2 separate regions of the Pan troglodytes genome follow, and region 2 is linked to region 1. The links are chromatin contacts, called in public capture Hi-C maps. All regions are on one chromosome and are shown on one strand. The core of a region is the stretch at or near the end of the contact, and the rest is flanking DNA. Distances in the headings are between cores, read along the strand shown.

Region 1 (6,819 bases), core at 2,092-4,591:
TTTTGAACCCTGCTATGATTTGAATGTTTGTCCCCTGCCAAACTGATTTTGAAACTTAATCTCCAAAGTGGCAATATTGAGATGGGGCTTTAAGCAGTGACTGGATCATGAGAGCTCTGACCTCATGAGTGGATTAATGGATTAATGAGTTGTCATGGGAGTGGCATCAGTGGCTTTATAAGAGGAAGAATTAAGACCTGAGCTAGCATGGTCGCCCCTTCACCATGTGATATCTTACACTGCCTATGGGCTCTGCAGAGAGTCCCCACCAACAAGAAGGCTCTCACCAGATACAGCTCCTCAACCTTGTACTTCTCAGCCTCTGTAACTGTAAGAAATAAATGCCTTTTCTTTATGAATTACCCAGTTTCAGATATTCTGTTATAAACAATAGAAAACGAACTAAGACAAACTCTCATGATTCTACTGCCATGCCATTCCAATAAACTCCCTTTATGCTTAAGAGAGCCAGAGTTGGCCAGGCGTGGTGACTCACACCTGTAATTCCAGCACTTTGGGAGGCCGAGGCAGGTGGATCACAAGGTCAGGAGATCGAGACCATCCTGGCTAACACGGTGAAACCCCGTCTCTACTAAAAATACAAAAAAATTAGCTGGGCGTGGTAGTGGGTGCCTGTAGTCCCAGCTACTGGGGAGGCTGAGGCAGGAGGAGAATGGCGTGGACCCAGGAGGCGGAGCTTGCAGTGAGTCGAGATCGTGCCACTGCACTCCAGCCTGGGTGACAGAATGAGACTCCGTCTCAAAAAAAAAAGAGAGCTAGAGTTTATTTCTGTTGCTTGCAACCAAGAAATCTGGCTGGTGCACTGAAGTTTCCATAAATAATAGCAATTTAAAGACTCTTTCCAAGCCAGGCAATGCCTAGCCTTGTGTAGTCCTTGTGGTAATACATTCATTCATTCATTTGTTCAACCAACTGTGCTCCAGAGACTAAGAATACAAAAATGGGGGCCGGGTGTGGTGGCTCACACCTATAATCCTAGCACTTTGGGAGGCCGAGGCAGGTAGATCACCTGAGGTCAGGAGTTCGAGACCAACCTGGCCAACATGGTGAAACCCCATCTCTACTAAAAATACAGAAAATTAGCTGGGGGTGGTGGCGGACACCTGTAATCCCAGCTACTCGTGAGACTGAGGCAGGAGAATCACTTGAACCCGGGAGGCAGAGGTTGCAGTGAGCCGAGAACGCACCACTGCACTCCAGCCTGGGCAACAAGAGCGAAACTCCACCTCGAAAAAAAAAAAAAAAAAAAAGAGGGCCAGGGCTGGGCGCGGTGGTTCACGCCTGTAATCCCAGCACTTTGGGAGGCCAAGGCAGGAGAATTACGAGGTCAGCAGATCGAGACCAGCCTGACCAACATGGTGAAACCCCGTCTCTACTAAAAATACAAAAATTATCCGGGCGTGGTGGCACACACCTCTAGTCCCAGCTACTTGGGAGGCTGAGGCAGGAGAATCGCTTGAACCCGGGAGGCAGAGGTTGCAGTGAGCCGAAATCATGCCACTGCACTCCAGCCTGGGTGACAGAGTGAGACTCCATCTCAAAAAAAAAATTTAAAAAAAAAGAATTCAAAAATTGTAGAGTTATAGTGTGCTTCTAGTTTAGTTGAGAGGACATCTGTCCTTCAAGGAAGGCTAGAATCTATACCCTGAGTCCTTACTGAAATCAATCCAGCAGTCAAAACATGGGACCAACGATCACAGCAGTAAGATAGGAAGAGCACCTTTGTACACTTAGCTCATGTTGAGATAAGCCACTGACAGAGCTGAAGGAAGCTCACAGTTCTGGGTTCCATCCTTTGGCATTTAAAAAGAAAAGTGCTAAGAAAATTCGGTTGGTCGCGGTGGCTCACGCCTGTAATCCCAACACTTCGAGAGGCCGAGGCAGGCAGATCATGAGGTCAGGAGTTCGAAACCAGCCTGGCCAACATGGTGAAACCCCGTCTCTACTAAAAACACAAAAATTAGCCGGGCATGGTGGCGCATGCCTATAATCCCAGCTACTCGGGAGGCTGAGGCAGGAGAATTGCTTGAATCCGGGAGGGGGAGGTTGCAGCGAGTGAGAGCAGGCCACTGCACTCCAGCCTGGGAGACAGAGCAAGACTCTGTCTCAAAAAAAAAAGAAAAAAAGAAAGAAAAGAAAAAAAGAAAGAAAAAAAAAAAAGAAAAAAGAAAATTCAGGCCAGGCCAGGCCTGGTGGCTCACATCTGTAATCCCAACACTTTGGGAGGCTGAAGCGAGAGGGTGCCTTAGCCCAGGAGTTTGAGACCAGCCTGAGCAACATAGCGAGACCCTGTCTCTATAAAAAAAAAATTTTTTTTGGCCAGACGCAGTGGCTCACGCCTGTAATCCCAGCACTCTGGGAGGCCGAGGCAGGTGGATCACGAAGTCAGGAGATGGAGACCATCCTGGCTAACACGGTGAAACCCCATCTCTACTAAAAAATACAAAAAATTAACCGGGCGTGGTGGTGGGCGCCTGTAGTCCCAGCTACTCGGGAGGCTGAGGCCGGAGAATGGCGTGAACCCGGGAGGCGGAGCTTGCAGTGAGCCGAGATTGCGCCACTGCACTCCAGACTGGGAGAGAGCGAGACTCCGTCTCAAAAAAAAAAATTAATTGTCAGGTGTGCTGGCATGCAGCTGTAGTCCTAGCTACTCGGGAGGCTGAGGTAAGAAGATCGCTTGAGCCCAGGAGTTCAAGGCTGCAGTAATAGTGCCTCTCACTCTACCCTGGGTGACAATGAGACCCTCTCTCAAAAAGAAGGAAAAAAGGGAAAGAAGAAAAGAAAAGAAAGAAAGAAAGAAAGAGAAGGAAGAAAGAAAGAAAGAAAAAGAAAAGGAAGGAAGGAAGAAGAAAAAAAAAAGAAAGAAAAGAGAGAAGTTCAAAGACCACAGGGTCAGGATCCCAAAATAGTTTTTATGTTTTATTTATTTATTTACTTATTTATTTTTGAGACAGTATGGCTCTGTTGCCCAGGCTGGAGTGCAGTGATGCGATTGCGGCTCACTGCAGCCTCCAAACTGGGCTCAGGTGGCCCTCCCACCTCAGCCTCCCGAGTAGCTGGGACCACAGGCGCGTGCCACCATGTCCAGCTAATTTTTTAATTCTTTGTAGAGATGAGGTCTCTATATGCTGCCCAGGCTGGTCTCGAGCTCCTGGGCTTAAGCCATCCACCCGCCTGGGCCTCCCAAAGTGCTGGGATTACAGAAGTGAGCCACCGCGCCTAATCGGGTGGTTTGTTTGTTTATTGACGGGGTCTCGCTGCTGCCCAGGCTGGAGTGCCAGTGGCTGTTCACAGGTGCAGTCCTGGCGCATTGCATCAGCTCTTGGGCTCTAGCGATCCTCCAGAGTAGCTGCAGCTGGGATTCCAGGCGCGCCACCGCGCGGGGCTCAGAATGGGTTTTTATATTGAGGGTTATGCTGCCACCTAGAGGATATATGTAGTACCGAACTGTGTGCGCAGAAATTGAGCCTCAAACTGGAGGCTGCTTTTAACAGAATAAAGCAGAATTCCTTGGAGTTTTGAACAAAAACATTTAGATGTTTTATGCTAGCAATTAATACTTTGGGTCATGGACTCATTTTAAGATGTGATGAAACAACAGACACTCTAAGAAATGCACATGCCACACGTTTCCAGGGATCCTGAGACCGCCAAAGACCACACTAAAGCCTAATCCCAGTTAAAACCTGTTTTACATGGGAATTAATAACTAAAAGATCAGAATACAAATTCAAGGATAGGTTTAACATGGATCTATTTACAAACTAGAGCCTACATTTTCCACTTGACTGTCAAGTGTTGGCCAGACACGGGAAAGTGGAGGGGCTTTCCGCACCTAGCCAGCAGGGGGTGCCCTGGGACCGGAAGGACCGGCGCCGGGAGCCGGGGGTCGGGATGTCTGCGGCCTGTGGATCCCGCCGCCCAGGGCTCCGCCCTCACTAGCCGGCTTCGCCACTGCCCGCTCCAGTCGAAGAGGCTCTTTCCGGGTCCCGCCAAGCCCCGTCCCTTTCCCGCGTCGTCTGGAAGATGAAGCTCCTTGGCTGGGAAAACAAAACAGCCATGGCTATGGGGCCCAGGACGGGTGGCATGGAGGGGCCACAGCTGCGTGCGGCGTCCGGGCGAGGTCCCCGCCTTCCGCGGATGTCCTGGCCTCCCCCACGCCATGGCCCCCGTCCAGGTCTTGGGTCCTCGCCAGGGCCAGAGGTGGACCCGCTTTTCCCCCAGGCCTGGGGAAGCCCGCACAGCCACTAAGCCCTGTGTCTCCCCCGAGGGCTGGGAGTTTGAGAGCCCCAGAGGCCAAAGGGCCAGCGCGGCTGCAAAAGCTAGGCCCGATCCTACCCTCTTACTAAAGAGACTTTGGGCCGGGTGCAGGGCTCACGCCTGTAGTCCCAACTATTCCGGAGGCCGAGGCGGTGGATCGCTTGAGACCAGGAGTTCGAGACCAGCCTGGGCAATATGGCGAGACCCCTGTCTCTACCAAAGCATACAGAAATTAGCCAGTCTCATAACTTGGTCTCAAAATAAATTTTAAAACATGGGTGCTGTGGGGGGGAAAAAAAAGAAAAAGAAAGTGGAGAGGAATCCAGAGCAGAGCGTCAGTCAGGCCAAACCAAGTCATCCTTAATGCCCAGCACAATGTTGGAGGTCCTTTCTGCTTATTCTGGAGCAGGGCCAGCCCTGGAGTTGGATAGGCTCTGCTGGAACACAGGCTACAGTGCTCACCAGGCATTCAGCCTTGGATCTCAGCCATAGTTTCCCCACGTACAAAATGGGTAAAAGGTACTTACCTCATGGGTTTGCGGTGAGGGTTAAACGAGATCATGAATGTAAACGACAAGTTCGGAGCCTGTTACACAATAAACATTTAATGAATGTCAACTGTGCGTTTCTTTTAAATAGGTTTCTTGGTCAGGAGTTGATAGAACTTACACAGAAACCTTGGCTTTGCAGTGTTTCTATTAAAATTGAGCGAGAGGGTCGGGCGCGATGGCTCATGCCTGTAATCCTGGCACTATGGGAGGCCAACGCGGCGGAACACTTGAGGTCAGGAGTTTGAGACCAGCCTGGCCAACGTGGTGAAACCCCGTCTTTACTAAAAATATAAAAAGTAGCCGGGTGTGGTGGCACCGCCTGTAATCCCAGCTACTCAAGAGGCTGAGGCGGGAGAATCGCTTGAACCCGGGAGGTCGGGGCTGCAGTGAGCCGAGATTGTGCCACTGCACTCCAGCCCAGGTGAGTGGAGTTTTTGTTTTGTTTTTGTTTGTTTATTTGAGACAGAGAGGCTCTGTTTCCAAAAAAAAAAAAAAAAAAAGGAAGATAAAGCAGGGCCCAAAATCTTCCTCATCTGAAATGTACTAAAGTTACCAAAATATAGGAGGAAATGGCTAAAAATTCTGTGGCAACCAAAGAAGGGGATATAATCTTATGCAATAAACTTCAAAGATTGGTAGCCAAGGAAGAAACGAGATTCTGGTAAGGATTAACATGGCTCTGCTTCAGGGTCCCAACTCCAGCCCAACCCCCAGATGAGGCTGGAGAAAGAGGTGACAGGAAGTGTGTAGGCAGATGTGAGCTCATTAGAGCTGTCCAGGAACACACTTTCTTAGTTTTCCAGGCTCGGGGTAGGATGACATTTCCCTGCTTCCTTTAAGTTTCACCTTTGAAGTTACTTTGAAGTTAGCATAGCTGTGTGGCTTGTTTTGGTAACTGGCAGTGAGCTCTGAGACCTAGTGCATGCTGTGACATGTCCCCTTCCCAGTGATGTGGTAGCAGGGGAAGCACATGTGGTGGATATGTAGTCACTGTCAACCTGTTACCTGGAACGCCACAATGAGAAAGACCCTTTGTAGACTTGTTAGTGAGAAATACACTTTGTTGTCTTAAGTGACTAAGATAGCAGAGTTTTTCATTACTGCAGGATAACCTAGCCTATCACTACTGATATAGCAGCCCTGGAGAAAGGACAAACTCAGCTCTTAAGAGTAACAGCCTTAGCAAAGGACTTTAATAGACAATTCTCCAAAGATTATAAATGGCCAATAAATGCATGAAAAGATGCTCAACATCACCAACAATGAAGAAAAAGCAAATTAAAATGACAATGAGATACCCCTTCTAATATTCATTAGGATGCTATTATTTAAAAAAAAACAAAAACAAGTAACAAATGTTGGTGAGAAAATAAGTGGTGGAAAAATCAGAACCCTTGTGCATCATTGGTGGGAATACACTGTTGGTGCAACCACTATGGAAAACAGTTTGGCAGTTTCTCAAAAACCTAAACATAGAATTACCATATGATCCAGCAATTCCACTTCTGGCTATATAAAAGCAGGAATTAAAAGCAGAGGGCTGAGCATCGTAGCTCACGCCTGTAATTCCAGCACTTTGAGAGGCCAAAGTGGGAGGATCACTTGAGGCCAAGAGGTCAAGACCACCCTGGGCAATATAGGGAGACCCCATCTCTACAAAAAATAAAAGATAGCTGGGCATGGCTGAGGTATTGCTCCTCATATTTGAGGGCATTAGCTGCAGGGGTCTGTCCGCAGACCATGACCCAAACGATGGATGAATAAAACGTACACTGACACACAGATATTCTGTTTTGCCAATCCAGCTGAGTGTCCGACCGCCTGCATACCAAGAGAGGTTTGTCACTGCAGCCTGCCCTGAGCAGCTCGCACTCCAGGCATTTATTTGATATACAATTAACAACAGAAGCTTTAAGTAAACACACTTGGGGATAATTAACACAGTTAAGAGAGTCGTTCTAGGAATGATTAAAGCTCAGGTACCGAG
Region 2 (7,193 bases), core at 912-3,411, 230 kb before region 1:
ACCATGCCCGGCTAATTTTGTATTTTTAGTAGAGACAGGGTTTCACCATGTTGGTCAGGCTGGGTCTCGAACTTCTGACCTCAGGTGATCCTCCTGCCTCAGCCTCCCAAAGTGCTGGGATTATAGGTGTGAGCCACCATGCCTGGCAGACCCCACTTACTTTCTAGCTCACTGATGAGTTGATTATTGTGTAACTTGACAGCCCGGTGCTGTTCCACCTGATCTTCCAATTCAAATATGGTTTCTTTCATGTCTTTGATCTCTGCATCACTCTCTGATGCTTTTTCTTGCAGCTTTAGGCTGGTTCTGCTCAGCTGTTCGGCTTGGTGATCACATATCTCCTTCAGGTATGAATAATCCTTTTCCACCTAAAATAAAAGGAGGGTTCCTTGGTCAGTTAACAACAAAAAAATTCCCACAGTGATCTGTACACTAGAAGGCCAAGCCCCACCATGATGCAATATAGCCATGTAACAAACCTGAACATGAACCTCTTCAATCTAAAATAAAACATTACGAAAAGCTCCCCACAAGCCAGCAGCAGGCTCACGGACATAGTAGCAAAGACGCCCTTGGCATGTGCTGTTTCTTGCATTCTTAGCCTCAGAAACAGCCAAGGCTGTGAATAGTCAGAGAAACACGATGTATGCTTCCAAATGGCTGGATTCTGTGCCCCCTCCTACAAGCAGGAGGGAATCTGCACGTACTTAAATATTCCTCTTTCCCACAGCTGGGGAGAGCAGTGCTTCCCTGGGAGGCACTGGCCCTGCACCAAGAGAGCTGCCTGGTGTGGCCACCCCCACTGCACATCTGCTATGGAGCAGCGCCCTCTGCTGCTGAGCTGTGAACAACACCCCTGAAGCCAGGCTAATCTGCACACCCCCAGGTTCCCTTAGAGATAAGATACTTGGGGCTGCAATGCTTCTTTAGAGGAAACTCTAAAGATTCTCTATCACATTCATGCTCTATCACAGCAAAAATGTGATAGAGAATGTTGGCAGAAGGCACACAAAAACGTACATACACAGAAGCAGAAAAGTGGCAAGGCACAATCACTTCATCTGTTCAATTTTTTAATTGTTAAACATTTTAAATACACAGAAAAGCACCAAAAATAATAATCATGCACCAAACAGACTTAACAATGGTTAAATGTTGTCACATTTGCAAAATCTTTTTACTTTAATAAGAATTTTTTAAAGCCTCAATCTCCCCTCCTACCTCAGAGAGTAATAAGCATTATCCTAAAATTGGTATGTGGTCAATCCTTGAATGGTTTTTCACTTTTACTATATATGCATGTGTCCATGACAATACATAGTATTGTCCTTTTACACAGTGCTACACTATATTGTGCTTTTGCAGTGGATTATACTGTATCTGTATTATTCTGCATTTATAACATGGTAATATGCTTTGTCCTCTACAATACTATGCTTATTATGCTCCTGCATTTTAACTGTGTTTTTGAAATGTATCCACACTGATACACATCATGCTAAGTCATTACTTTAATTGGTGCACAGTATTCCACTGTTTGACTATATTATTTTATTATTACAAAAATGCTGCAATAAACATCATTGTCCCTTTTCTACAGTCCTTTAATTAACATTACTAAATAGCTATATATTTACCAGGTAATCTGGCGTTGGGGGTGGGGTTTCTTTGTAGGAAATGAAATTTTTTCCAATTACATTTCATGTGCAAAACCTTCTGGCTATAAGCTCTATGGGAATAGGGACCTTGTCTGTTTAATTCACCATTGCACCCCTAGTATCTACACAGCATCACACACAGGAGGCATTTAATGAATATTTGATGAATGATTGAATGAACACTGGGAGGCAGCACTGCAGGATCATTCACTGGGAAATTGTGACAAAGGATAAGGAAAGGAGGAGAGACCTGGAGACAGAACAACATGGCCAAAAAGGATCCTCCAGCAATGGCTTCCCTGCAGGAACACCAAATGGAACTGCTATCCACGTAAGAAAGCATCTTCATAAGAACCAAAAATCAGATGAACGATCACAGTGCCTGGTTTTAACACATCATATCAAGGAAAGATGCACCGGAGAGGGGAGGAAAGACCGTCTTGACTCTCCAACATCCCCTCTCCCTCATCCCTTGGCAGCAACCACATGGTACAGAGACAGCATCTGTGCACCCAGGGGGAGGGAAAGCACAATGATTGTGAGATTGCATTGGAATTTGGTGCTGTCCCATCACAGCAGAAAGCAACACAGGACAGAATTCAGCCAGCACCCATAAAAGGAGCATTTAGACCAGCCCTAGCCAGAGGGGAATCTTCCATTCCAGTGAGAATCTGAGTTCTGGCAAGCCCTACCTCTGTGGGCTAAAGCACTTTGGAGTCCTAAGTAAATCTGAAAGATTCTAGGCCACAAGGGCTGCAATTTCTGGGCAAGTCCTGGTGCTGTGCTGGGCTCAGACAGTGGACTTGGAGTGCACATGACCCAGTGAGACACCACCTGGAGCAGCCAAGGGAGTGCTTGCACCACTCTTCCCCCAACCCCAGGCAGCACAGCTCACAGCTCTGGGCAGAGAGGGAAGAGTAAAGAGGACTTTGTCTTGCAACTTGGATACCAGCTCAGCCACAGTAAAATAAAGCACCAAGCAGATTCCTGAAGCCCCCATTCCGGGTCCTAGCTCCCAGATAACATTTCTAGACACAGCCTGGACCAGAAGGAAACCCACTGTCTTGAAAGGAAGGACCCAGTCCTGGCAGCATTCATCACCTGCTGACCAAAGAGTCCTTGGGCTTTGATTAAACATCAGTGGTACCCACACAGTACTCATCATGGGCCACACACTGTACTGGCTTCAGGTGTGACCCAGTGCATTCCCAGCTGTGGTGGCCACAGGGAGAGATCCCTTCTGCTTGAGGAAAGCAGAGGAAAGAGTAAAGGGGACTTCATCTTGCAACTTGGGCACAGCTCAGCCACAGTAAAATAAAGCACCAAGCAGGCTCCTAAAGTCCCCCATCTAGGCCTTAGTTCCTGGACAGCATTTCTAGACCCACCCTGGACCTGAAGGGAGCCCGCTGCCCTGAAGGGAGAGATCCAGACCTGCTGACTAAAGAGAACTTGGGCCCTGAATAAACATCAGTGGTGCTGCCACAGGCCTGGGGTGGCGGTGGCCACTGGCAGAGATCCCTTTGGCTTGAGAAAAGGAGAGGGAAGGGTAAAGGGCTTTGTCTTCCAACTTGGATACCAGCTCAGCCACAATAAAATAAAGCACCAAGCAGACTGCTAAAGCTGCCGACTCCAGGCCCCAGCTCCCAAGTAGCATTTCTAGACCCACTCTGGGCTAGAAGGGAACCCATCACCCTGAAGGGAAAGATACAAGCCTGGCTAGATTCCCCATCTGCTAATTAAACGGCCCTTGGGCCTTGAATAAACATCAGCAGTAGCCAGGCAATAGTCACCACAAGTTTTGACTGAGACCCAGTGCTGGGCTGGCTTCAGGTCTGACCCAGCACAGTCCCAGTAGTGGTAGCCACAGAAGTGCATCACCCCTGCTCCAACTCCAGGCAGCTCAGCATGAAGAGAGAGACTCTGTGTGTTTAGGGGAAAGTAAGGAAAAGGAACAAGAGACTCTGCCTCATAAACCGGGAAATTCTCCTAGATCTTATCTAGGATCACCAAGGTGATACCTCAATGAGTCTGCAAGAATCACAGCATTACTGGGCTTGTGGTGCCCCCTAATGCGGACACAGCTGCAGTGACCAAAGGCTTAGATCCTAACACTCAATTCCCTTTGAATATCTGGAAAGTCTTCTCAAGAAAGACAAGTACAAACAAGCCCAGACTGTGAAGATTGAATAAATACCGGACTCTTCCATGCCCAGACATCTATGAACATCCACAAGCATCAAGACCATCCAGTAAAACATGACCTCATCAAATGAAGTAAATAAGACACCAGTGACCAATCCCAGAGTGACAGAGATGTGATCTTTCAGACAGAAAATTCAAAATAGCTGTTTTGAGGAAGCTCAATGAAATTCAAGATAACACAGAAAAAGAATTTAGAATCCTTTCGATATATTTAATAAAGAGATTGAAATAATTTTTTTTTTTTTTTTTTTTTGAGACAAAGTCTTGCTCTGTCGCCCAGGCTGGAGTGCAGTGGTACTTTCTTGGCTCACTGCAACCTCTGCCTCCCAGGTTCAAGCGATTCTCCTGCCTCAGCCTCCTGAGTAGCTGGGATTACAGGCAGGCACTACCACGCCCGGCTAATTTTTGTATTTTTAGTAGAGACGGGGTTTCACCATGTTGGTCAGGCTGGTCTCAAACTCCTGACCTCCTGATCTGCCCACTCCGGCCTCCCAAAGTGCTGGGATTACAGGCATGAGCCACCGCACCCGGCCGAGATTGAAATAATTTTTTAAAAATAAAGCAGAAATTATGGAGCTAAAAATTTATGACATACTGAAGAATGCATCAGAGTCTCAACAGCAGAACTGACCAAACAGAAGAAAAATTAGTGAGCTTGAAGACAGGCTAATTGAAAATATACAGAGGAGACAAAATTTAAAAAGAATAAAGCACACACACAAGATCTACAAAACAGTCTAAAAAAAGCGCAAATCTAATAAGTTATTGGCTTTAAAGAGGAGGTAGAGAGAGAGATTGGGGTAGAAAGTTTATTCAAAGGGATAATAACAGAGAACTTCCCAAATCTAGAGAAAAATATTAATACTCAAGTACAATAGGTTATAGAACACCAAGCAGATTTTGCTGAAGTAAGACATTTTAATAAACAAATTCCCAAAAGGCAAAGATAATGAAAAGATCCTAGAAACAGCAAGAAAAAAGAAACAAAGGAGCAGACTTCTCAGTGGAAACCTTACAGGCCAGGGAGAGAGAGGCATGCCATATTTAAAGTACTGAAGGAAAAAATGTCAAACATGACAGAGAAATAGACTTTCCCAGACAAACAAAACCTGAGAAATTTCATCAACAGCAGACAAGAAATGCAAATGGAAGTTCTTTGATCTGAAAGAAAAGGACATTAACAAACAAAAAGAAATCATCTGAACATACAAAACTCATTGGTAACAGCAAGTACACAGACAAATACAGAATATTTTAACACTAATTGTGATGTGTCAACTACTCGTATCTTAAACAGAAAGACTAAAAGATGAATCTATCAAGAGAAATAACTACAACTTTTCAAGACATGGTATAATAAGCTGTAAATAGAAACAACAGACAACAACAAAAAGTTAGTAAGACAGAAAATCAACAAAGAAATATCAGGCTTAATCTGCACTATAAAACAAAACAAATGGAACTAACAGACCTTTACAGAACATTTCATCTAATGGCTGCAGAATACACACTCTTTTCCTCAGCACATGATTCTTCTCAAGGAGAGACCACATGTTAGGCCACAAAATAATTCCTAAAACTTTTTTTTTTCGAGACACAATCTCGCTCTGTCTCCCAGGCTGGAGTGTGGTGGTGCGATCTCGCTTCACTTGCAACCTCCGCCTCCTGGGTTCAAGCAATTTTCCTGTCTCAGTCTCCCAAGTAGCTGGGACTACAGGTGCATGCCACCACACCCAGCTAATTTTGTATTTTTAGTAGAGACAGGGTTTCTCCATGTTGGCCAAGCTGGTCTCAAACTCCTGACCTCAGGTGATGTGCCCGCCTCGGCCTCCCAAAGTGCTGGGATTACAGGCTTGAACCACCAAGCCTGGCCCTGTAACTCCTAAAACTTAAAAAAAAAAAAAAAAAAAAAAAAAAACTGAAATCATATCAGGTATCTTCTCTGACCACCATGGAATAAAACTAGAAATCACAAAGAGGAACTTTGGAAATTATACAAATACATGGAAATTAAGTAATACACTCCTGAATGACCAGTGGGTCAATGAAGGAATTAAGAAGAAAAAATTAAAATGTCTTAAAACAAATGAAAATGGAAACACAACATACCAAAGCCTATGAGATACAGCAAAAGCAGTACTAAGAGGAAATCTTACAGCAATCAGCGCCTACATCAAAAACAGAGAAAAACTTCAAATAAACAAACAATGCATCTTAAATAACCAGAAAAGCAAGAGCAAATGAAACCCAAAATTAGAAGAAACAATAAAGATCAAAGCAGAAATAAATGAAATTTTAATGAAAAAATACAAAAGATCAACAAACAAAAAGTTGGTTTTTGAAAAGATAAACAAAATCGACAAAACTTTGGCCAAACTATGAAAAAGAGAAGACCCAATTAAATAAAATCAAAGATAAAAAAGGAGATATTGCAACCAATACTACCGAAATTCAAAGGATCATTAGAGACTACTATGAGCAACTATATGCCAATAAATTGGAAAACCTAGAAGAAATGGATAAATTCCTAGACACATACAACCTAACAAGATTGAATCATGAAGAAATCCAAAACCTGAACAGACCAGTAACAAGTAACGAGATAAAAGCCAGAATAAAAAGTCCCCCAGCAAAGAAATGCCCAGGACCCAATGGTTTCACTGCTGAAATTTACCAAACATTTAAAGAAAAATACCAATCCTATTCAAACTATTCCAAGAAATAGAAGAGAAGGGAATGTTTCCAAACCAATTCTGAAAGCAGTATTATCCTGATAACAAAACCAGACAAAGAAAGATACATGAAAAAAAGAAAACTATAGGCCAATATCCCTGGTGAACATTGATGCAAAAATCCTCAACAAAATCCTAGCAAACCAAATTCAACAAAATATTTAAAAGATTATTCATCATGACCAAGTGGGATTTATCCTAGGGATGCAAAGGTGGTTTGACATATGCAATGTGGTATCAACTAAATGAAAGGCAAAAACCATATGGTCATTTCAACTGATGCTGAAAAAACATTTGATAAAATTCAACATCCCTTCATGATAAAAACTGTCAATAAACTGGGTACAGAAGGAACATATCTCAACATAATAAAAGCCATATACAACATACCCACACCTAGTATCATATGAATGGAGAAAAACTGAAAGCTTTTCCTCTAAGATCTGGAACAGGATAAGGATGCCCACTGTCACCACTGTTATTCAACACAGTACTGGAAGTCCCAGCTAAAGCAATCAGACAAGGGAAAGAAATAAAGGGCATCCAAATTGGAAAGGAAGAAGTCAAATTATCCTGGTTTGCAGATGATATGACTTGATAT

What was found. Capture Hi-C pulls out chosen DNA fragments and counts their contacts.
Region 2: a capture Hi-C map of stem cell-derived neural stem cells shows a contact between it and region 1, with 5 times the contacts expected there. The contact joins two enhancer-like sites. A contact is called at or near these places in 2 of 7 Hi-C or Micro-C datasets (induced pluripotent stem cells and stem cell-derived neural progenitor cells) and 1 of 1 other capture datasets (stem cell-derived neural stem cells).

The regions. Positions count from the first base shown.
Region 1 is chr19:52,590,238-52,597,056 of NHGRI_mPanTro3-v2.0_pri, reverse strand. No RefSeq gene overlaps it. Among named protein-coding and RNA genes, the nearest start is that of SPECC1, 16 kb to the left of the region's middle. Within about 2 kb of position 3,341, at least 14 of the 24 cell types and tissues checked have an H3K27ac peak or open chromatin away from gene starts, as enhancers often do. A contact at or near this core is called in stem cell-derived neural stem cells, where this site is marked.
Region 2 is chr19:52,822,434-52,829,626 of NHGRI_mPanTro3-v2.0_pri, reverse strand. It overlaps SPECC1 (sperm antigen with calponin homology and coiled-coil domains 1), which reads right to left. Exons shown (of 15, transcript XM_016930818.3): 5 at 161-368. Among named protein-coding and RNA genes, the nearest start is that of SPECC1, 220 kb to the right of the region's middle. Within about 2 kb of position 2,161, at least 10 of the 24 cell types and tissues checked have an H3K27ac peak or open chromatin away from gene starts, as enhancers often do. A contact at or near this core is called in stem cell-derived neural stem cells, where this site is marked.